Linked DNA regions of Mus musculus: region 2 is linked to region 1. The links are chromatin contacts, called in public Hi-C maps. All regions are on one chromosome and are shown on one strand. The core of a region is the stretch at or near the end of the contact, and the rest is flanking DNA. Distances in the headings are between cores, read along the strand shown.

Evidence for each region. A called contact is a pair of places that touch in the nucleus more often than the background predicts.
Region 2: a contact with region 1 is called in a Hi-C map of uterus, with 4 times the contacts expected there. A contact is called at or near these places in 6 of 484 Hi-C or Micro-C datasets (B cells, liver and uterus), 4 of 130 datasets of targeted methods (CD8 T cells, the SCID.adh cell line, embryonic stem cells and 1 more) and 1 of 9 other capture datasets (embryonic stem cells).

Annotation. Positions count from the first base shown.
Region 1 is chr19:32,902,648-32,909,223 of GRCm38.p6, reverse strand. No RefSeq gene overlaps it. Among named protein-coding and RNA genes, the nearest start is that of Gm36774, 24 kb to the left of the region's middle.
Region 2 is chr19:33,061,954-33,068,529 of GRCm38.p6, reverse strand. The region is part of intron 2 of Gm41835 (a long non-coding RNA gene); the gene reads left to right. Among named protein-coding and RNA genes, the nearest start is that of Gm41835, 9.8 kb to the left of the region's middle.

The DNA.
Region 1 (6,576 bases), core at 3,309-5,808:
AGGCACCCATGCTAGGAAGGGCCAGATGTGGTCCAAAGAGGAAATCAGGAATGCCAAGAGTGGGCCAGGTGAATTATTCTTGTGGCATTCACACATGCAAATTTAGAGAAGAAAGAAAAAGCAAAATGAAACATATCAAACACCAGCAGCTAGTTATAAATTGCTTCTATGTACAATTAAGAGTTTTTTTTTTAAATAAGAAACTCGATAATAAGGGGTTTAAGTTACTCCCATAAGCAGCAAGACAGCATCAAAAGAGAAGGCTGTGCCCTCCTGTTGTCGCAGAGAACACTAAGCATTGCAGAAGCCTGAGAAATAATCCCTAACGCATATGTGGCCCACCCCTGGAATTTATAATTGTGGCATTATTCAGAGCGGGGAGTGGGGGGAGATCTTTGCTACAGCGCTGGGACAGAGCGAGCCTCCCAGGAGTGTGGACAGGACTGTGAGCCCAGGGAGGACCCCCATGCTGCTCAGAGGAACCCACAGAAAGGAACACTTGGGCCATTATGGGCTTAATAAACTAGAAGCCATTTTCAAGGCCAACATCTTCAAATCTCTCTAGACTAGGGTTCTGGTTTCATTTCTGCTATTATAATAAAATACTGCCTAAGCAACTTAGGGGACAAAAAGGCTTATTTGGCTTATGCAGTACGTTGAGAGAAGACATAGAACATCACCTAAGAGACTACAGAGTGCCTTCACGTCTGGCCTCTTGAACAAACTTCTGTTGCTTTAGCCCAGTGGATTGGTAGTAATAGATAAGAACATCCCCAAGATCTTAAAGTAAAGTAGGAATTCTCACTGAATTCCATTTCAACCAAGAGGCCACCAGAATCGTCCACATAACATGAAATGAGCTCATCTTTCCTCTGGGCTTGCTTTGCTAGAGTATGAGCTATAGATCCTGCCTTATTAAGTCATTTCAAGGTTATGAGAGTAAATATATTTTGTTCCCAGTTGTGGATGTCATGTAAGGAATGTCCTCTATATCTGGATATTCCCCCTATCTGGGCAAAGCACGGGAACCAAACCCATAATTGCTGCAACAAATACCACAAAAACTCCAAAGATGTTTTAAAGCTCTTGAAGTAAGGCGTGAAGTATGGAGAAATTCAGCTCCTGATAGAAGTATTTCCTTAAGCTCCATGACAGGGAAGCCTCTTTGCTGGGACTCAAAGGTCTGAAGATGAGCAACTGATAAACTCACCCTACGGAAGGCTCATGGTCAAGGCTAGCATGAGTCAAGGTATATTGATGGTTTGAAAATCCTCAAAAAACTATTGAAAGACCTTGACGCACCCAGATGAAGTGCTGTGTTCTACGCCTGTCCATTCCCTAACCTCTTCCCACACCCAGACTTTCTGAAAACTCAACACAGTTAATTCATTGAATTGATTCTTTTTAATAAGCTGGTTGACTTTAAGTGCCCTAGGTTTTCCCAACTTCCTTGCTCTACACGAACTATTCCACCTTCAGACAAACATTAGAATACTGTTTTGCTCCTTAGGTTGTCATGATACTCAAATGTAATAATAATTAAGTGCTTAAGAACTCTGTGAGGCATAATAATCCCTCAAAACGTGCACGCAGTTTCCAGAATCTGTGAATATGTTCCCTGATGCAGCCGAGGAGGTTTGAGATGACAAGTTTATTCCAGATCATCTGGGTGGGCCCAACTTGACCACAAGAATCCCTTAAGAGTAGAGACTCCTTTCCGGCGGTGTCAGAGAGAAACTGACGAAAGGAGGAAGGGTGAGAGAAATACTGCTGGCTTTAAAGATGAGAGAGGCAAGCAGCTTCTGACCCTGGGAAAGGCCAAGGACAGATGTTTTCCTTGAACCTGGGGAAGGATCGCTGTACAAGCTTTCCACAACTATGCCTGCTACGTCCTCCTCAGGCTGCGGGTTGGGCTGACAGTCACTAACACTGGAAGAGGCCCCTCTGCCTCAACTGAGATGAGAGCAATACCTTGCCATGGAGGGGAAGGAGACACCAACATATCTCGCATCCATCCATTGTCCCTTGCTCCTCGTGTGTAGGCAGGTCAGTTGGAGGTCCCTTCTGTTTCTGCAAAAATAGCCAATGCAGTTAGTAACTACCAGGGCATATTCCTTCTCAGCTCAAAACCTTCCAGAGGCTCCCCAGCTCGCTCCCAAAACAGCCTGAAAGACTTCCTCTGTTCTCAAGTCTTCAGGGCACAGCTGACCCCATTTCCCCTCTGCCTGTCTCCTTCCTCTCTGACCCTTGCTGACTGTGTTCCAAGTCTACTAGCTGCCCTGCTGTTCTATGCACGCTAGGGGTTCAAGGCTCGGGACACTTGCATTTGGTTTTTTTTTTCCCCACCTAAAACCCTCTTCCCTTGCATCCAATAGCTTGCTTCCTCCCTCAGCACCTTCAGATCTTCCTAACAATCCTATTGAAATAGTGGTTGTCTCCCCCACCCAAAACACCAGAGCAATTTCCTCTTCTATCATGAAGCATACTTAATTTTTTTTCCCCTACAAGGTGCTGTCTCTTTAGGAATGTTCATAAGGGTTCTTTATGAAGGATATATTAGGTTGTTTGATAAATATTTGTCGAGTGAGCAAATCAGTGTATGATCAAGCTATAATCAAGAACTGAATCTCATTACTGCCTCTCCGTTAATGACCCATCCATTCAGTTACAAACGGGAAATGAAAGTCAGTGAGGTGTCTGGTGTTAAACAATGAAGCTGCAGGTAAGATCAATTTTTTAATTGGCCTTGCTGAGTCCAGACAAGCCAAAGGAGTAGAAACTCAAAGTTCTCGGCATCCAGCCCTGTCTCCTAGACAAAGAACCCAGAAAGGGTTGCTTTTCTGAAACCCGAGCCTTTCTGGTTTCAGCCAGAGTCTAAAAACCATAAGAACAGTTTGTCTCTTCAGTACTTCCGCTTCCAGGCAAAGGAAAGAGCAGGAAGTGCAGGGGCGTGTGAAAATTGAGAAGAAGAAAAAAAAGAAGAAGAAGAATTAAAGCCATTACATGTAAAGGCACAGAGACTTCCTCTGTCCTACCACACTGTGCTTTAGCAGCCAGGCTGGGGAAGCCATTCTCAGGTAAAGGGAAAGCCAGAATGTGACTGCTAGTTCTCTATTGTCCGGCACAGACTTATTCAGAGATAGTTGAGAGTGTGGCAAAAGATAGACCGGGTGCCCGGCCGTGTGAGTTTACCATTCACAACAGTCTAACATTACAAGGTCAACCTAGTTCATATCTTATCTACTCAGTGTTTGCTCTGGGCAGGCTGACTTTCCAGCATGCCCCCGGGAGGTATCTTAGATTATAAGAAATTGTACATAGAATTTAAGTAATCTTTAGAGTCGAGCCAACCAAGGTTCCAGTCTTGACGCTGCCACAATTAGTAGCTGAATGCCAGCTGCCTACAGGAAGGACTGTGTTTATCTCGTTTCCCATTGTATCCAGCATTGCTCACACCATGCCTTGCATGCTCAGTAACCCTCCTCCTAGAAGAAAATCAATGTTAGGAACTTCAGTTTCTTCGTTAGTAAAAGGAGACTATAAAACCCAGCTCATGAAGCTGTCTGAGGACCTCAGATGAGGTGCCCCGCCTATCCAGGGCCTGCTACAGGACAGCATTTGCTTAAGGTAAACTGTCATTTTGGTGACTGTGGTGGTTGGCCAAAGCTTTATTCCACCTGGAATTTCAGACTCTGCCCTGACCTGAAGAGTTGGGTCTTGGCGTGATCCTGTTCTCTAGAAAAGTCCTGCTCCACTTCTGTCAGAAATCCTGGAAAAGGGAAGAATGACCTCCGCATCGCAGCTGCTGGGTGATTGGCAGCCAAAGGGAATCAGGACTAAGCCCAGCCAGGTCTCACTTGTCACGGGGAGAGGAAGGAGAAAGCACTCACTAGCCAACCCCAATAAGTGCCTGGTGAAAACCAAGGGCAGGCAGCTGGATTGGTTTCCTACTTTTTTCTCTGTTATAGTCTCACAGCCAGAGAAAGTATGGGGTGTCTTTTCCTTAACTGCGAGAAGCCCAGTTAAGTCTCCCTCCCCGCTCTTCTGAATCAGCCTGGTTCAGCAGTAGGCCTAAGAAGCCATCTGTCAATGCTTAGGGATTAAAGAAAGAAATGAATACCTAGGACCTTCCCAGAATCTCCAAACCCCCAGGAATTCTTAACACTTTTGCTTTGGGGGTTCAGTTCACAATCAAATCGGTTAAGAGGTCTGGCTCTATGTTTCATGCTGAACTATCCCTTCTTGCCTTTACTAATATCTCTCACTGTCATAATTCAATATGGGAGATCCTTCCCGGAAATAAAGGCACAGAGCCTCAAACTTGATGCTGACGATGTTTGCAAAAGGGTTCTGTTGGTCGAGCCATGAGCAGCCGTGTTGTCAATAATCATTTCAGAAGCATCTGCAGATAATAGTGGGTGTGCCGTGAGCCACTGTGGTGGAAAGGGGAGACTATCCTCTCAAAGAAACAGAGAATGCAATGACTCAGCCGGTCTCAAGCCACAGCCACCGTTACTGACTTAGTCATTCATGTTGTCTTTGTCTTATTTTTAGACACCTAGCTTTAAATTAACCGCTCTGATAAACAGCAGCAATTCAGTTAGTAATGAGTTCCTTTGATTTTTTTTTCCCCCTCCTGTGGGGTGGAGCAGACTCCTGAGTTCCACTTCTCTAAATAACCAATAAGTCTTCATATGAAGCCATTACAGTCTTCAGGGAAGGAGAGACACATCAGGAAAGCATAGGGGACCAAAGATGTCAAGGTGTCTCCTCCCAAGATGCATTTTCTCCCATTCACCCATGCTGATTCACCCATGGGGGTGAGCTGTGTGTGCTCAGTGTGTTGGTGTTGGGAGTCGAGAGGTGAACGAGACGGGCAGGCTTTCTGGAAGTGAGCATTTCCACTCCTTCAAAGGATAACTAGGGACCTACCAATCAGAGAAGAGTCAGAGCAGTGGCCGTTCCGCTTTGGCTTTGCTTCAATAACAATTAAACCATGTGGGGTGGGGTGGGGTGGGGTGGGGGGGGGGGCTTGAACCCTGTTATTTTCAAAGTAGTGAAATCTAATCATGGCATACTTCTAGAACTAAAGTTTTAAGTTTTTCAAATGTCTCCTAGTCAGGGTTCCAAGTCAACTGCTGTCTTAAATCGATGGTGACATAACCTGACTTAAGCATAGTTTGCATGCTTCAACAGCCTAACTGGAAGCAAGGTGATTCCTCCACCCACTTCCTCCTCCTTAGGTATAAATTAAGAAACCCAGGGGTAACCACAGCCCTGGGCAACTATGTACAAAAAAAACGGGAACTGTCACTTGATAGCCCCTCCCCTGCACTTAACCAGAATCATCAGTCTATAGATTCAGGAACTAAGTGGCTTGACCATTTTGCACGTAAACCGTATACATTGGACTAAACAAGACAAGCGAGCAACAATTCAATTTAGAGTTCACTGAATCCTCTGGTTTGGGAAGGAAATGGCCAGTAATCAATTGCAGCAAGCCTACAGGCTCAGGGCCAGGAAGAGAAAAATCACTTTAATGGGCAAAGCAGATGTTGCTAAATTCATTGCAAAAGTGAGATGGGCTCAGAGCCAGCCCTTGCTTGAGAGATGCTGACCTGTCCTCTCGAATGAACAAAACAGAGACACTTCAAAGCAGGGGCTGGGGGGGGGGGTCCATGAGAGAAGCCAGAGGTGGGGTCCCAGATAGACTGAAGAAAAGAAAATGCAGCCAGGTGTTCAAATCTGTTTTATCGCCACCTGACTTAAAGCCGTTAACATCTCTGTAAGGATTTTAAACAAGCCCCAGAATACCAGCTTAAAACTCTTTGGGGAGTCAAATTCTGTCCTAAAGGGCAGTGTGGTGGAGAGGGTAGAAGGTAGGATTTCACCGCCAGTGTGTTGGTTCCTTCATTAAGGTGCCATATAATTTGGCTAAAGCAATTAGCCTCCTTTGGCATCAGTTTTCTTATCTATGAAATGGGCTTAACCTAGTTACTATAACAGAGCTGTAGTGAAATCAGTAAAACTGTGTGGAAGGACAGTAGAGAGATGCCCCTAAGCAGTAGTCCATGAAAAGAATAGTAGCCCTAGGGAAAATGCTTAGTGAGGGGCAGAGGAGACAGAGTTGGGGTTTTTTGGTTGATTGGTTGGTTTGGTTGGTTTGGTTGGTTGGTTTGGTTGATTTAGTTGTTTTTTTTTTGTTGTTGTTGTTTTTGTTTTGTTTTTGATTCAGTATTTACAGATTTAACCAGTGCCTCTCAGGGAGGATTATTCAGAGGCCAGATGTTTCTTTGTCTGTTTAGATTCATCAAATATCTCCTTAGGTGTGTAAGAATGAGAGAGTACGATGTTAATCCTCCAACGGAAAATCTATGTAGGCTCACAATGTCTTCATGTGTCTTCTAGTGAAACGTCTGTAGAAGAGAGAGCTGATTCTCACTCCCCAAGTCTGAAAGGCACTTTATGTAATTCCCACTCCCTCACAGCCTAACCAGTGTCGGATCCTGGAGAGTCCTCTCAGATTTCGCTAGACCACCTCTCCTACTCACACCTGCCCAGGTTTCTATCCGCTGC
Region 2 (6,576 bases), core at 1,215-3,714, 160 kb before region 1:
CGTGGGGGTTGGTTGCTTGGGTTAACATTGACTGCCTGCCTTTAGTGTGTGCTGAAACTGAGTTGCCATGGCTGGGCAGGGCACATTTCCAGATCCCGTCACTCAGCACCAGAGCACAGCTCTGAGTCACTAATCACACAGCTGGAAACCAGAAAGTGGAGAGCCTTTATATCTCTTTATATCTCTCCTGCTTAGTCTCTCTCTCTCTCTCTCCTCTTTCTTTTCTTCCTTTTATTTGAAGACAGCAAGAGTTTTTCTCGTGTTAGACTAAATTACTTCTCTGAGTTTAGACGAGCTGCAAAATATTCTTGCTTGCTCTGTGAGTGTTCGACTCTGAGAAAGTCTTCACAACTCAAGATTCTCTTTGGAGCTGGGACTGACTTTGCTAAATAGCCCGTAGTTTATCCTGCTAACCAGGAACAAGCACTCAAGGGCCCCTGCTCTGAACCAAACGTTTCTTGGTTTTTCTATATATCTGACAACGGCCTTGGAGAAGATTGTTTCTGATCACTGGGAACCTAAGATTTTGTTTTGAGATGGAGGGAGATTTCTATCTAGTTTTTTAGTTTAAAGTCATGAAACAAACAAAATATTTTAATGTTTTTACCCAACTATTGGAAAAAGTGATATCTGTAGAATGTGTCAACCTACGTCCTTCTAGAGGGCCTGAATTCCACCGGCGTCACCTGTATAGCTTCTGTCTGTTCTTGCCTGTCCTGTATTGTTTCAGGCTGTTTGTTGCTTTCTCCTCATTTTCCAGGCTCTAGTACCAGGGTATGATACCCATCAATGTCACATCTTGAAAATGACGGCCAGCAGAGTATAACCCAGTGCTGGCCTTGAAAGGGTTCTGTACGTCTTACTCAATAACAACCCCCAGTGCTGTTTGAAAAGCATGCTAGGGCTGGTGAGATGGCTCAGCGGGTAAGAGCACCCGACTGCTCTTCCGAAGGTCAGGAGTTCAAATCCCAGCAACCACATGGTGGCTCACAACCATCCGTAACGAGATCTGACTCCCTCTTCTGGAGTGTCTGAAGACAGCTACAGTGTACTTACATATAATAAATAAATAAAAAAAAAAAAAAAGAAAAGCATGCTAACTCTCATCGTAAGTACTGTAGCGTCTGGATTACACTGTTATGTACCCTGCAGCCTTCCTGGGAATCCCCATCTATGTCAGCAAAGTAGCTCTAGTACCTTCGCCTTCTCTGCTGATTCCAGTCAATGGATGACCAGAAGCAGAGTTTCCTGGAGATAGACATACTTCGTCATAGACTCATTGAGTTCCTGAGAAAGCATTTGATGGGTTACATAGTGGGTAAAGGAAAAAGAAAAACAAAGGTAACAGTGAAAGATAAAACCGAACAGAGGGGCTAGAGAGAAGGCTCAGATGGTAAGAGCACCAGCGGTTCACTTCTGAGCACCCACAGTCATCTGGAACTCCAGTCCCAGGGGATCCAATGCCTCACAGGTACTAGGCGTGTATGTGGTTCAAGACATACATGCAGGCAAAACACAAAAGCACATAAAATATTTTTTTAAAGTGAGCAGAACAAATTCCATACAGCTAAACAGAAAAAAAAAAAAACCAATGCCAATGAGTATGAAAATATCACCCCTATCTCTGCGATGTTTGTTCGTTTAGACCCGGACACCTGTATTATAAATGACGTTACAAGTCAGATCTCCCTTCAACCCAAACCTGGGCCTTATATAGGGTGAATGAAAGAGAAAGGGGAATTATGATTGCCCAACTGATTATGTAGCAAAGGACCGAGATGGGTGCATCTTCCCAGTTGTATGCATGGTTGTTTACACTCACTTCCAGATGCCAAGCTACAACGATCACTCTCAGAAACAGGTAATGTGAAGAAATTCCGCCCAGTGACGGTTATGTTCATGTTCTTACTGAATACCTTGGGAAGCAAACTCAGTTCTGGCAAGACCTGAAACTGAGAGAATGTAGTACACTATTGCCTGTGATGTACGAGGCCAAACTACCACCATCAGGAAATGGGGCCAAGAAACAAACACAGAGTCCTGCAATCCCTTTGAACTCTGAATGCGGCAGCTCTCCCTCTACTCAATTTATGAAAGCCAATGAATCTCGCTTTTCTTGAAGAAAGTTCTGCTTAAGATTTTGCTTCTTGCACATTAAAGTGACCTACGAATATAAAAATCCAGTATCAAAAATAAAATAAATACTAAACCCTAAAGTAGGCACAGTCAATCCCAGAAGAAAAGGAAAAAAAAAAAAAAAAAAAAGTCTAGGATCATAGAGTACGGCCAAGCACAGCATCCAGATGAGCCTAAAACTCTCTACAAAAAAGACCCACTGGATAGTGATGCAACCTCAGATAAAAATAATTAAACAAACAAACAAGACATCCGGTTTCTGCTGGGAACCAGATGTATTCAATTGGGGACTTTCAAGAGAAACTCTCGGAAAAGGCGTCTGAACTCAAGATGGCCGCTCTGGCAGAAGTGTGGAGGCGGCTGTTTTACATCTGCCTTGATCAGGAAAGGCAACGGGATAGTTCGCTAAATGTTCAACAAGGATGCTTGCAACAACCGTATTATTTAAAGCTTCTGTGACTTCTTATTTGAGAGATTTTTTTTCCCAAAACTTGGAAAGAAGCCCTCCAGGCCAGAAATAAAGGGGTGTGATTCTTCCAGCATACAAGCAGACTGAACTCGGACAAACAGGGGATTGTAGCTCTATAAAGCAGGGACTGTATAAAGCAGATGCATTAGGAATTTGGAACCAGTTCACGACAGTACATTGTTTGATCAATTCCTGGTAGAAATTCTGCCCTCCAAATTATTTTTAATCTTATATGGCGATGCATTTGCCAAAAAAGGACTTCAATGCAATGTTAGCATAAAAATCATTTACAGCAAGCACAGTTTAGAAGAATCCTGGAACTCAAAAGCATCCCTGCCAGCCAAGGCTAGTCCACCACCCATTCCAGCAGGGCGGGGTCCAGGGTGAGGGCGGGCTGAGAGCTAGGGAGATGACGGACCGGCAAAGTCAAAATGTTTCTTTACATTAAGAGCCCTCCGTTGTGTCCCTTGTTCTTCTGAGTCGTGCCTTTGCAGGATCTGGTGCTGTTTAGTTCTGCTTCTACTGCGTAAACAGCAGGAACTGTTTAAAAAAACAGAACAGGATTAACTTGATCCAGCTGACACTCAAATACCCAAATTCGGGTCTTTTGTGCAAGGCATGTGCCAACTATCAAAGGCTGGCATTCCACCTAGAGAGCCAAAAGAACTGTTCTGTAACTCTGTTACTTCTCGTGCCTTAAGATGGCTCGTTTGAGTACCATGTGTTTATATCAGGAAAAAAAAAACAACAACAAAAACCTTCTGATATCTTAATTATCATAGTGAAAAGCATGACGTCCACAATGATATGTATGAGAAAGCCAGGGGGAAAAAGGGAAAGAAAGAAAAAGAAATCAAGACTCTAGCTTGTAAGACAGAAGGCTTTGAATAAATATATTGAGTAAATGAATAAATATATTTATAAGCAAATGAATAGAATGAGTTCTTAGATTGGTTAAATAGTTTTACAATGTAGATCTGAAAAACAAACAAACAAACAAACAAAAACAACTGGAGAATTTTCAGAACTAAGACAAGATCCCAGTTAGCCATGAATAGGACAAATTCTAAAGGCTTTTAGAATTTTAGAATTTGTTTCACAGATAAGATGGGAAGTGCTCAGTTGTCCATTTAACTCATCAGACAAGTATGCATGAAAACAAAGACTAAATTCGTTCTCTGGGCAAAACAGAAGGCACAGAGCAATCATATTGTAAGAGCTTAGACAGGTTCTTCCGGTTGAAGGTCAAAGGCTTCTTGTAGAACTGACATCAACCTAATAAGAATTTTACCCATAAATACGGGCTTAACTTGCCTAGCAGAGGAATAGGCATTGCAAATAAAATGAATTATGTGGCAGATTGGAGACCAGACTACATCTAAGTCCTTCTAGTCTGTCTGCATCTCTTGCCTCTTCTGCCATGTTATGGGTCAGTGCCATCATCTCTTGTAAAATTGGAGCTTGTCACTGGATTTCTAGCTTCCTTCACTCTTTTGTCCACTGCCCACAAGACAAGAAGAGCAATGCTTTTTAAAACACGAATCTTATTAGTCCCTCCCCCATTTGAAACCTGATTGTGGTATTTCACTGACAGCCCTAACTCACAGTGGCATCAGTCTCTTGTTTCTTTTCCCTGATTCTAACCTTCCCTGTCCCATCCCAACTGCACAATACCCTCCGAGTGCTTTACCTATCTTTAATTCTAAATGTGCATGCTATCTCTCCCCAGACCTTCCATCCTCTGCACATCTCACTCATCAAGTGATAGAATAGAAAACGTCTTATTCCTAGGTCAGATTCCAGCCTACATGCTCCTTCCTCTGCAGAGTGGCCCTGCTGTCTCTCTCACAGAGCATGTTGCAACATGTAAGCAAGTTTGGTATTCCAGCTCACCACCAGTCACCAATCAGCCAACTGTGAGGAGAGAGACTAGGCCTGTCTGGATCACAGTCGGTCCTCTGAACAAAGTATAATGCCAGACACCGGATAGATATTGCATAAATGTTATTGGATGGATGGATGGATGGATGGATGGATGGATGGATGGATGGATGGATGGATAAGATGGATAGGTGGGTGGCTGGTATAGACAAATGGATGGGCAAATAAAATGGGAAGAAGTAGAATTGTGAAGGAGTTGGAATGAGAAGCCAAAGTTTTGTAATTTTACCTTGATTCAACGATTAAACAGTTCTGAGTACAAAGTGTCATACAGTGGAATAAGGAACATATTAAAAATGAATAGGTGATTTATATGAAAGAGAATCCACAGAAAGAGCAAAATCAACAAGTTAAGTTCACAGAGTGTTTCTGTTTGGATAGGGGTTTTGTTTGTTTGTTTTGTTGTTGTTTGTTTGTTTGTTTGTTTGTTAAGGAAACACAAGGAGCATTATGGAGATGGTTGAGTTCTTGCTGTTCTTGCAGGGGACCCAGATTTGGTTTGCATCATCCACCCATATGGCAGCTCATAAGCATCCATAAATCTAGCTCCAGGGAGTCCAGGGCCCTTTTCTGGTTTCCACGGGCACCAGACATGTATCTGATGCATACACATAGACACACACAAAACCCTCATACACATAAAATTATAAAATTAAAAACTGTTCTTAAATAGAAGTCATAAAGTCTACACTACACAGTTTAGAGATATTTGTTAGTATTTATATTAAGAGTTATGGCAATACTTGAGGATTAGAAAAGGGGTAATTCAAAACTGGTCATCAGAAACATACATTGCTGTATTTTCTCACTGTCTCACTTAATAAAAAGCTGCAGAGTGTCCACACAGAGCTCAATAACAACTTTTTCCATATAAGATCTGCCACACCGCTTTGATTTGGGAGCAGTAAAAGGCCAATTCCAGGTTAAACAGAAGAGATGGACACTTTGATGCTTGATTCTACCCTACTTGAATTAGAGAGCCGCTGTCAAATAAGCTGGCCTTTGACAGGTCTATCCTGGTAAGCTGAACTAGTCCTTCTTAAGAAGGTTCAAGATGGAAAGGAAGATTATAATACTGCTACTACAGTTGTGTGACTATGTGCCATAGGCACAGGAGGGACAGGAAGCAAACACTGAGAAGGTCAAAACAGTCAGAGTTACCATGGCTTGTCTCCAAATGCAGTGGCCTGGATGAATCCTAAGTGTCATACCACATGGAGTGGAATATTGTTTGGATTATAGCATTGAGCTAGGACTAACTTGACCCACACTATTATTAGAAGAGTGGAAAATTGCACAACTGAGCATCTTTTTGTCTTCGGAGCCTGGCGGGGGTCATAATTCACACGGATGGCTGTGCCGCCTTGTTACTGGTTACTTATTTACTAAGCAGTTTCTTCAGCTCCCCACAAAATGAAAAAGAAGCCCCAGCCCCTCCCAGGGAAGGGATAATATAAGTTAAACAGGCAAAGAGTTCCATGTAGTATAGTCAAGGTGTGGCTGTAAGTAATGCCTGGGAGCTTTGAAACAAACATACCAGAACTTACTGTCCAAGAGCACTGTTCTGCAAATCTGTGGCCTTGGGGCATGGTACAATTAGTTCAGAGATATGTGGATTGCTCAAGCATTTTTGGAAGCCTTCTTCAGACACTGAGGAACGGTGTGGAGTCGTGAGACAAGCATAAAAATTGCATTACAGCCGCATGACCAGGCAGCTTTCCCATTTATTCTTCAAGTTGGTTTTCATAATCTCAGGGAGGAGAAAAAAAAAAAACTGCCAGTAATCTGGGAATCAGTGAAATAATACCAAATGGCAGCCTAAAGGTCTTTGTCACCAAAGACAACCATCATATGTTAGAGGTGTCATTTAAGTTTGAATCTGGTCTACAGAATAAAGTCTGTCTTGTTAAGATAACCACAGACCTTCTGAACAAGCAGCAGGGTTACCTGGGTGGAATACTTCTTAGCTATCCAACACAGTTTCTACAGAAATGTCTTAGGGCTGCCAACAAGGAGTCACATCATAGTGG